Regions from separate parts of the Rattus norvegicus genome. Here region 1 is linked to region 2. The links are chromatin contacts, called in public Hi-C maps. All regions are on one chromosome and are shown on one strand. Each heading gives the region's core, a stretch centred on a gene start, on an enhancer-like site or on the middle of the called end of the contact. The rest is flanking DNA. Distances are from core to core; before and after follow the strand shown.

Evidence for each region. A called contact is a pair of places that touch in the nucleus more often than the background predicts.
Region 1: a contact with region 2 is called in a Hi-C map of Schwann cells, with 18 times the contacts expected there. The contact joins two enhancer-like sites. A contact is called at or near these places in 2 of 12 Hi-C or Micro-C datasets (the A7r5 cell line and Schwann cells).

What each region holds. Positions count from the first base shown.
Region 1 is chr6:13,465,594-13,470,578 of GRCr8, forward strand. No RefSeq gene overlaps it. Among named protein-coding and RNA genes, the nearest start is that of Tmem247, 14 kb to the left of the region's middle. Within about 2 kb of position 2,953, at least 47 of the 93 cell types and tissues checked have an H3K27ac peak or open chromatin away from gene starts, as enhancers often do. A contact at or near this core is called in Schwann cells, where this site is marked.
Region 2 is chr6:12,714,597-12,720,213 of GRCr8, forward strand. No RefSeq gene overlaps it. Among named protein-coding and RNA genes, the nearest start is that of Epcam, 68 kb to the left of the region's middle. Within about 2 kb of position 3,800, at least 36 of the 93 cell types and tissues checked have an H3K27ac peak or open chromatin away from gene starts, as enhancers often do. A contact at or near this core is called in Schwann cells, where this site is marked.

The sequences.
Region 1 (4,985 bases), core at 1,703-4,202, 750 kb after region 2:
CTGAGCTGCAACCCGGAAGGAGATCCAGTGTGACTGAAGCACACAGACACGGAACCTGCCGATAATGACACGGGCACAACACATACCAGAACATTTGCGTCTGTGCCAGAACTGAGGTCTCCTAAGTCAAACAACAGTGTTTTAGTGGAGAGGTAGAATTTTGGGGGAGATGATTATTGGGGATAGAGGAATTCTTCCCACATGGTTGCTTGTGTCCCAAGACAATTGTCCACCAGGTTAAACTACAACGGCTCTGGATTTACATGCCTCTGCCCGTTGCAGGTATCAAATGGCCTATGCTAAGCCAGGCAGGGCAGGGCATGCCTATAATTCCAACACTTGAAAGGGGTGGGCAAAGGCAAGAGAATCCAGAGTTCAAAGTTATCTGTATAGTGACTCTGGGACCAACCTGGGCTACTCAAGACCCTGTCTCAAACAGATAAGCAAAGGCTTACATTTACAAGAGGGTCTCACCTGCATTCACAGGAGTTTAATCTTGGCTTTGCTTTCAGATGTCAACCCTAAGGTACCATTTCCCGGGGGGGGGGGGGCACTTCTCAGGAAGCCAATCCCAGGGAGTGTAGCCAGAGGCTCACGTGTGTCCTCCACTGTGCTATATAGATACTTGCCATTGTGGGTTTGGTTTAATCCTTGTGTTATGTTAATTGGGCTCCCAAAATTGCACAAGAATCTGCACATAGGATGCTAAGGGTCCCTGCCTCCAGTCAGGGTTTTTTTTTTTTTTTTTTTGGTTCTTTTTTTTTTTTTTTTTTGGAGCTGGGGACCGAACCCAGGGCCTTGCGCTTCCTAGGCAAGCGCTCTACCACTGAGCTAAATCCCCAACCCCCTCCAGTCAGGTTTAATTGATAAATAAAGTTGCTAGTGGCCAATGGGTGGCAGGGAGACAGAGGCAGGACTTCAGGATATGCGGGTCGTGGGACAGAGAGAAGGAAGAAGGAGGGTTGAGAACCAGCACGTTAGGAGAGGACAAAGACCAGGCCTGAGGGGTGCAGAAGAGAGATAGCATAGCAGTCATGTAAGAGCCGGGAAGAGTGGCTGCAGCACCCCCCCCACATGCACACACACATGAACACATGCACACACATGCACATACATGCACACGTGCATGCACGCACACACACATGCACATACACGTACATACACACACATGCACACGCACACATGCACACATGCACACACACATGTGCACACACACACGCACACACACTGTTTAGGTCAACAGTGATGGAATATAGATTTTAGCAAGTAATAACTCGGGAGTATCAGAAGGGAGGTGTTAGCCATATGGATGTTTGGGAGTGACCCAGCCATTAAGCTGATTAAGGCATATTAAACACAATGCTGTGTGTGTGTGTCTTTCATTTGGGACTCCAGAAGGTTGGGGCAGGTAGCCAGGAACTCATGCTGCCTTGGCTGCCTGGACGATTTGAGTGGAATTAATCACCTACCACAACAACTTGCAATTCACAGTTGCATAAGGCAGGCCCAAGAGTCTCTCCGTAAATGGAAAGGGAACACCTTGGCTTACGCAGATGTCTCCAAAGTTCGCTGGTTCTAGACTCATTCTCCATCCACCTGCTCCCCTGAGAACTGGGGCTGAGACCTGTACAGTGTCTTTGGGACCAGCCCTGGAGCTCATGAGGAACCTGCTTTTCTCATACTGGGTTCACGAGAGTGGCGGTAAAAATAATCTGCAGAGACTATGCTCAACCCTGACTTTGACACGTGCTCCTTGCAGCTCAGGGGTGCTGACACAGCTTACTTGCACACGTGTTTTAGTGACTACTTGTCACAGTCCGAGCAGGCCACTAGCACATAGTAGGTGTTCAGCCACATGCTTGTTAAAGTGTAAGGCCAGGTGCTCCAGAAGTGATTTCTCAAAAGAAAATAAGTGTGTGGTTGAGCACAGCTCTGCGGTAGAAAACGAGGCTCAATCTTGCTCTCTTGGTATTCAGGAACAGTTCCTCTTGGTCTTCTGTGTTTGGGTTTGCTCTAAGAAGCCCTGGAGCGTCCGGGCCCGCCCCTTCCTTGGTAGCAATACTGCTTTCGGTCCAGAAGATGGCGAGCAAAGCCAACAGGAAGGCACGCAGTTCATTAGCTCAGCGCCAGGCCTGAGTGAGCGGTTAGCTCATCTCTTAAGAGACAGGGGTTGGAAAACTGTTTGCCAACGCTTTTAAATATGCGCGGAGGATAAGGGCTGGCCTCGGAGGCAGGGCTTCGGGCTGACCTCTGTGAAAAGGAGCAGTTTAGAAAGGGCAGCCGAAGTGGAAAGATCACAGCAGGTGTGACTGGGTCGTTCTTCAAGAGCCGCTTTCACATCTTCAGCAGCTTTTCTCTAAAGCCAAAACAGCCGGGGAGCATCGGCAGGCCAGGGCACCATCCTTGTCTGAGATGCTCTCTGGCTTTGGAAAGCAGTCCGAGTTTGTGGTCCTTGGTGACTCTCCAGTGTACTGGAGGCTTCCAGGGGCTTCCCGGTCATGTTTGCACGGGTCTTTATACTGAACGGAGGTTGGGAAAGCTTTACACAATGATTTGAGCTGACTAGAAAGAGGTAACAGATCGATGGGGGAGGTTCCAGCCAGGTGGGAATTTGCCAAATAGCTTTTAAAAGAGGTTGAGGAGGCCATCCAATGCTGTGTCTTCAAAGTCAGCGTGATGCAAAGTAAGGTCAGACAGGGCAAGGGTGTGACCCTGGGAAGGGGTGAAGTGCCTCCCCAATTTTTACACAGATTTCTAAGGCTACAGCCACCCTCCACCCCACCCCCATTTTCTTGTGACCTAAATCCTCCCCTGAAGCAGAGCTGGGCTCTAGGCCAGGGTGTCAGTCATGGACAAAGGCGTCCTGTTTCGAAGATCTGGCCACTGTGTTTGCCTGAAGAGTCCAACAAATGCTGTAGGCCTCCCCCAGCCGATAACATAGAAATACAGAGTTCCTCCCAGGACACCAGCAACACTGCCCCCTCAGGTTTCCACGGCATGGTGTCAGGGCTGTATCCATGAGGCCACTTGGTTCTGATTGTATGGTAGCTGCTAGGCTGGCTTCTTCCTCCAGATGACCCCATTCTGGCTTTGTTTGTTTTTCCTAGCTGACTGGAAAGCCTTTTTCTCAGGTTTTTGGATCAAGAGTGAATGACACCCCAATGTAGCCTGTTTTCTCTCTCTCTCCCTCTCCCTCTCCTTCTCCCTCTCCCTCTCCCCTCCCCTCCCTGTCCCTCTCTGCCTATTTTATCCTCCTGCTTCCCAGAACCCTGGTACTTCTGCCTCTCATTGAAGGCACAATGCCGGAGGATGCTGCTGGCCTGAGGACTCATTGCTGTACAGGAGGGAGATAGAACTTTTTAGCTCAGTAGGAAGTTTCTACTCCAGAGGAATGGGGATGCTGACATCTACCTGTCATCTGGTCACTGGGGGTGCAGAGACAGCAGAGACGACAAATGAGTATACATTAAGGGGGCCAGGTCTCTTAGTGGGAAGGAGAGGATGGGGTGGAGGGTGTGTCAGGTGGGAAATGGGGGGACAGAGGCACAATGCCAGGGAGAGGTCTGTGAGACATCTCTAGGTGTCGGGAGGCACAGCTTTCCAGCTTATACAAGAGCTGTGTGTGTGTGTGTGTGTGTGTGTGTGTGTTGTGTGTATGTGTGTGTATGTGTGGTGTGTGTGTATGGTGTGTGTGGTGTGTGTGTGTATGGTGTGTGTGTGTGGTGTGTGTGTGTGGTGTGTGTAGTGTGTGTGTGTGGTGTGTGTGTGTGGTGTGTGTGTGTGTGGTGTGTGTGGTGTATGTCTATGTATATGGTGTGTGTGGTGTGTGTGTGTATGGTGTGTGTGTATGTATGTGTATGGTGTGTGTGTGTGGTATGTGTGTGTATGGTGTGTGTGTGTGGTGTGTGGTGTGTGTGTATGGTGGGTGTATGTGTATGTGTATGGTGTGTGTGTGGTGTGTGTATGGTGGGTGTATGTGTATGTGTATGGTGTGTGTGTGGTGTGTGTGGTGTGTGTATGTGGTGTGTGTGTATGGTGTGTGTGTGGTGTATGTGTATGGTGTGTGTGTGGTGTGTGTGTATGTGTGTGTGTATGGTGTGTGTGTATGGTGTGTGTGTATGGTGTGTGTGTATGGTGTGTGTGTGTGTGGTGTGTGGTGTGTGTGTATGGTGGGTGTATGTGTATGTGTATGGTGTGTGTGTGGTGTGTGTATGGTGGGTGTATGTGTATGTGTATGGTGTGTGTGTGGTGTGTGTGGTGTGTGTGTGTGGTGTGTGTGTATGGTGTGTGTGTGGTGTACGTGTATGGTGTGTGTGTGGTGTGTGTGTATGTGTGTGTGTATGGTGTGTGTGTGTGGTGTGTGTGTGTGGTGTGTGTGTGTGGTGTATGTCTATGTATATGGTGTGTGTGTGTGTGGTGTGTGTGTGTGGTGTGTGTGGTGTATGTCTATGTATATGGTGTGTGTGTATGTGTGTGTGTATGGTGTGTGGTGTGTGTGTGTGTGGTGTATGTGTATGTGTATGGTGTGTGTGTGGTGTGTGTGTGTGTGGTGTGTGTGTGTGTGGTGTGTGTGTGTGTGTGGTGTGTGTGGTGTATGTCTATGTATATGGTGTGTGTGTGGTGTGTGTATGTGTGTGGTGTGTGGTGTGTGTGTGTGTGGTGTGTGTGTATGTGTGGGTGTGTGGTGTGTGGTGTGTGTGTGTGTGTGTGTGTGTGTGTGTGTGTGTGTGTATAGGGTGCCATGAAGAGCAGCATCTGTGGTAACAGAGCTATGGTCATTGCCCTTGGGGAAGGAACTACTTGGCTGTGTGGAAATAAGTATTTGGAGAATTAATGTGGCTTAAATTAGAGTGGAATGGGAAAATCCAGGGGGAAGGGAACCATTTAGGAGTTGTCAGTTCTGGGCAACAGTGGATGACAGGGAGATTAAGAAGGTACCTGGGGACAGATGTCAACCACAGCCTGCAGGAAAAATTGACACAGGC
Region 2 (5,617 bases), core at 2,550-5,049:
CTTTCTCTGAAACCCCAAGAGAGTAACACTTAGGCAGAACCTCTGTGGTGTCCTCCCATTGCAGACACTCCAAACTAGAGGGGCCAGGAGCTTGGAACTCAGCCTGTTCCGGAGAAGTCAGGTAAGCATGAATTCTGCCCATGGCTGGCACTCTCCTGATTCCAACTCCCTCTCGGTCACACCCAAGGGTTCCAGCTTTTCCCTATCCACTGCCACACCCAAACTACCCCCTCTGGGTTTGCATGCTAGGTAAATTTTCTGCTCACTACCCATTTGCCTACTCCAGACTCACGATCGATCGGGGCACTTCGGTCATCAGATGGTTTGATAGAAGTCTCTGTTCTGAAGGACTTAAAGGACTTGTGTTCCTTAAACATGCGAGCACGTCACGTGCAGCTCAGTCTCAGCTTTACCTTGTTCAGGGGTATTGCTTTCTGTATTATGTGTCACTCAGAGTGAGCGGTTTCATGCGCCTTGTTTTTTGTAGAACCACAGGGAAACTGATCGTAACTATTCCCCTCAGAGATAGACTTCCCAGGTCACCCTGCAAGGTCTAATAAGGTGAGTCTTCTGTCAACACCTTGATCTCCCAGGCTTCTCTCACACCCTGTAATAGCCCTAGAAGGTTACATGCCATTGTGTAGCTGCTGTAGCCCAAGGATGATGTAACAGCATCAGCAGAGAGCATGTGGGCATGTGGGTGTGGCCAGGCACTGCCAGGAGAGATCCTGGGAGGAAAGCAGCTATCACATCGGGACTTTGGGCCCTGGGAGGAGTTTCCTGGTCTCAAATATCCTCTGTGCCCTGCAAGTGTCTAAGCAGAGAGTAGTAAAGTCTGGTAGCTGGGGCTTAAGTCCATCTGCTCCTTACCACCGAGTGAATCTGTGTCTCTGAGATTCTGTTTAATCATGCTAGAGGAAGGTTGTGTCGGACCTATTTTATTTTGTTTGGTTTTTCGAGAGGGATTCACTGAGTCCCCAGGATCCAACCGTCTACCCATCAGTGGTGGGGCTATAGGGATGGGCTAACACATCTGGCTTTTCTCTGCGTGTTGGGGATACAAACCTAAATTCCCATGCTTGTACAACAAGCGCTATATCCACTGAGCCATCTCCCTAGTTCCTTTTTTAAAATGTATTATTTTATGTGCACATCTGCATGTGTGACCATGAGTATCACAGCACATACGTGGAGGTCAAAGGGTGACTAATGGCTCTCGCTTTCTGCCTTGTTTCTGACATTGGGCCTCTCCTGATTGTGACACTCACTAGTTAGCCCACACTGACTAGCACACTCTAGGTCAGCTAGCCCTTGAGCTGAAAAGGTGAGTCTCCTGCCTTGGCCTCCCATTTTGCCGAGGACAAGGTGCAAGGAAGTATAATGTATGACTCATTGTGCCCGGATTGAGTGCTATTTTAATGACTGTCGCTTTAAGGGTTTTTGACATCAGTGTCACTTTTGCTAGTGGTATCCAGGAAAGGTGGTGTCGGATTTCAGGATGTGTTGTGTTCATTTCTCCTTTACGGTGGGAACAAACTGAAGGGCAAAAACTAGAGTCTCAGGAAATAATAAAAGTTTGTGTGTTACTGTGCTCCAGGCACTGGGCTAGACATTTTATATTCAAGCATCGCCACCCACCATTTTAGAAATAATTTCTGTTTTCATAGTGAGAAAACAGAAGAGACAAGCAGGTAATTTGGCCAGTGTACTGCTGAGTTGAGAGGCTTCAGCTGGCCAACCTTTGTTGTTGTTGTTACGGTGTGTGTGTGTGTGTGTGTGTGTGTTTGTGTGTTTGTTTGTGTGTGTATGTATGTTTGTGTGTGTGTTTGTGTGTGTATGTGTGTTTGTGTGTATATATGTTTGTGTGTATGCATGGTGTTTGTGTGTGTATATGTTTGTGTGTGTTTGTGTGTGTGTATGTTTGTGTGTGTATGTATGTTTGTGTGTGTGTTTGTGTATGTATGTGTGTGTTTGTGTGTGTGTGTGTGTGTGTGTGTGTGTGCATATGTGCATGAGCCCAAGAAGGTCATCAGATGAGGCACCTATCCCAGGGAGTCACTGACAGCTGTGAGAGCCAAGGCCCTCCATGTGGATTCAGGAACTGAACCCTGGTCCTCTGCAATCAGAGCAGTCAGTGCTCTCAACCCCCAGCCATTTCTGCAGCCCCTAGAAGTGGGTTAGAACACAGAGCACAGCTCCCCTGTCCCCTGTTCCTACACTGTGCTTTTCTCCTTGTCTTTCTGTGGTTGGTCATTCTCTAACGCGCCCTGTGAAATGGGAGGACAGTAACTGCACATTTAGTGTGTGACACCTCTCTAAAGTATTTCCAGGGCACTAACTAAACAGAGCGTCTGGCCCATAATAATGACTCAATAGATTTTTGAAGTCAGTCTCCTGTACACCCCTCCCCGGCCAACCACCCTCCACCTAGGGACTGTGTTGCCCTGGCAAGCCACCTTGTGACCCTACCCTGTCCTTGGCACCTGCCCTTGGAGCCAGGCACAGCGAAAGCACACCATCACGCTGCTCTGTGGTGAGATGTCACCTGACCGTGAATTCAGCGTACAGTTTGTGAACAGAGAACATGGCACAGGGGCCAGAGCAGAGACTCTTCCCACAGGACAACCATGAATCCCTACTCCCCATTTCTTTCTAGTAGCCTCTCTGGCCATTTGGGGCTGTTATCTGTAAGGAGGCAATTTAATCCTCCTTCAGGAATTCAGAGTCATAAACCCATTCCCCAGGGAGCTGGGGTAATAAGAAAGAGCAAAGTTTCGTATTCTGCTCTGATAAGAGACTTGTTTAAACAAGATCACACACAAAGCCAGCTTGATCCTCATACCCTTCACTTCCCCCTTCCCCCTCCCGCTTGTAGGATTGGAGAGCCGGTGTGCACTGCTGGGCTGGAGCCCTTGCTGCCACCAGCACATGGCTCTCAAGCACATGCAGTCTCCCACCGCCCTCCCTGGTCTTGGTTCCGGAAGTCAGCCTGCACCGGCTCATCTGCATTTTGGAGGCAGAGCAACCTTCAATACTGTGGCTGGTTCCAGTGCCCTGGTGTCGCCTGACCTGGGTTAGAAAAGGAGTAGGGGGTTGGGGATTTAGATCAGTGGTAGAGCACTTGCCTAGCAAGCGCAAGGCCCTGGGTTCGGTCCCCAGCTCGGGGGGGGGGGGGGGGGGGGAGCAACCTGGAAGTGTCCTCTCAGACTGCAGCCATGTGGAGTCCGGCAGAGGCCTTCCCTCTGCCCGGTCCTGGCTCCTCAAGAGTGGAACCCCTCGGATGGACACAGCAGAGAAAAAGTGAGAAAAAGGGGGCTGTTTCCACAAGACCACTGAAGTGGGTTTGCTTTGTTTGCTCCGTGAGTGACACTGTGGGTGACAGTGTTCAGCCCCGATGATAAAGGGTGGGACCACGGTTTGTCACGATCTTCAAGTGCCACAGAAAACTGTCCACCCAGGTCTTCTTTCCTCTGCAGATCTGTCAGGCAGTCGCAGTGTAGGGGTGATATCGCATTCACCGGGGACAGTCAAATGAGCGTGTGCCTTGCACCAGGCTGGCCTTCTCAGGCTGCAGGCTCCCAGGCTATCCCAGGCTGGCCTTCTCAGGCTGCAGGCTCCCAGGCCACAGTGAGGACTGGGTTGCAGTTGCCAGTGAAGGTAGAGGAGGCAAGGATTCCTACCCCGAGAAATCATGGCAGGACCTGGGGCTTCAGGCAGAAGGGCCAGCTCCTTACCCTGACTTACAGGATTCTAGGCCAGGGCCCAGCAAACCCTTCTCATGACACTTCTGGTACATTCCACAGAGTCTGAAAGGGCTTTTGTCCCCACATAGGGAGAACAAACAACAAAGGCCTGTTGTGCGGAGTAGACTTGGAAGGGGAAACCTTTTGCTTGAGGAGTCCAGCTTTGCCTGTCGGCTTTAGCCCTGATGTGGTCAAACAGGAACAGGAGGAGGGTGACTTCTGGGTTCCCACACACGTGGCTGCTGTCTCTCTCTCTCTCTCTCTCTCTCTCTCTCTCACACACACACACACACACCTTTGGACAGTCTGTGGGCTGTGGGAAGGCAGTCAGTCAGCCCTTCAGGAGCTTCAGGAGATGAATCTTTTGTGACTTCGGTTTTTTTTTTTCCCCCTGGGAGCAACATAGGCCCAGAGTGAGCTACAACCCGCCATGGGTCACACCAAGCCTCACAGTACCTACCCATGAGAATGTGAGGCTGGTCTGTGGGTGCTATTCAGGATACAGCACTTGCTTAGCATGAAGCAAAGTCCTGAGGTTATCCCTGACACCTCAAATAAACACGCAAACACATACAAACATCACACACGCAGGCCCCTAGTGCAACGACATTACTCCGAAGTCACTGAGGCTGGGGAAGGGAGGGTTCCCTCTGGTACTTTGCTCCAGCCTTCCCTTCCCCTTCTCTGGTATATTGCTGTGCGATTGGGTGTTGGCAGGGCTTGTGTGAGGCTGTGGTCAATCACCAAGCCTGATGCAGAAGCTGTGGAAGGACGCTACCTACTGGCTTGCTCTTCATAGTTTGCTCATCCCACTTCCTTACAGCATCCAGGACCAGCAGCCCTGGGGTGGTCTCACCCACAGCGGGCCCGGCCCTCACCCATCAATCATCAATCAAGAAAACCACCACAGGTTTGCACACAGGCCTATCCTATAGAGGCATTTTTCAATTAAGATTCTTCTTTCCACATGACCCTAGCTTGTGTCAAGTTGATATAAGAAGTAGCAAGTACATGATCACACACACACACACACTCACACACTCAAACACAGACACACACACACTCACACACTCAAACACAGACACACACACTCAAACACACACACACTCAAACACAGACACACACACTCACATACTCAAACACAGACACACACACTCAAACACACACACACTCAAACACAGACACACACACTCACACACTCAAACACAGACACACACACTCAAACACACACACATACACATACACTCACATACACACTCAAACACACACACCACATACACACTCAAACACAGACACACACACTCAAACACACACACATGCACACATACTCACACACACATACACACGGACACACACACAGTCACACACATATGACACATAAATACACATGCAGACATACACAAACACAATGAATAAAATGTAATTTAAAATTTTGGGGGGGTCTGGAAGGATGGCTCAGTGGTTAAGAGCACTGAATACTTTACTAGAGGGACTAGGTTTTTTGTTTTGTTTTGTTTTGTTTTGTTTTTGTTTTGTTTTGTTTTTTTGGAGCTGGGGACTGAACCCAGGGCCTTGCGCTTGCTAGGCAAGCGTTCTACCACTGAGCTAAATCCCCAACCCCGGGACTAGGTTTTATTTCCATCTCTAACATGGTAACTTTAGTAACAGAGGATCCAACATCCTCCTCTGGACCTGAGGGTAGCAGGAATGTATGTACACAGACATATATGTAAGTAAGACACACACATAAGATAAAAAGATAATAATAAAATAAAATCATAAAAAAAAAAAAGAGGCCTGGCTGCTCCTTCCCAGGACCCAGGTTAGAGCACCTCATTCATTCGGCAGTTCACAACTGTCTCTGTGAGCACACG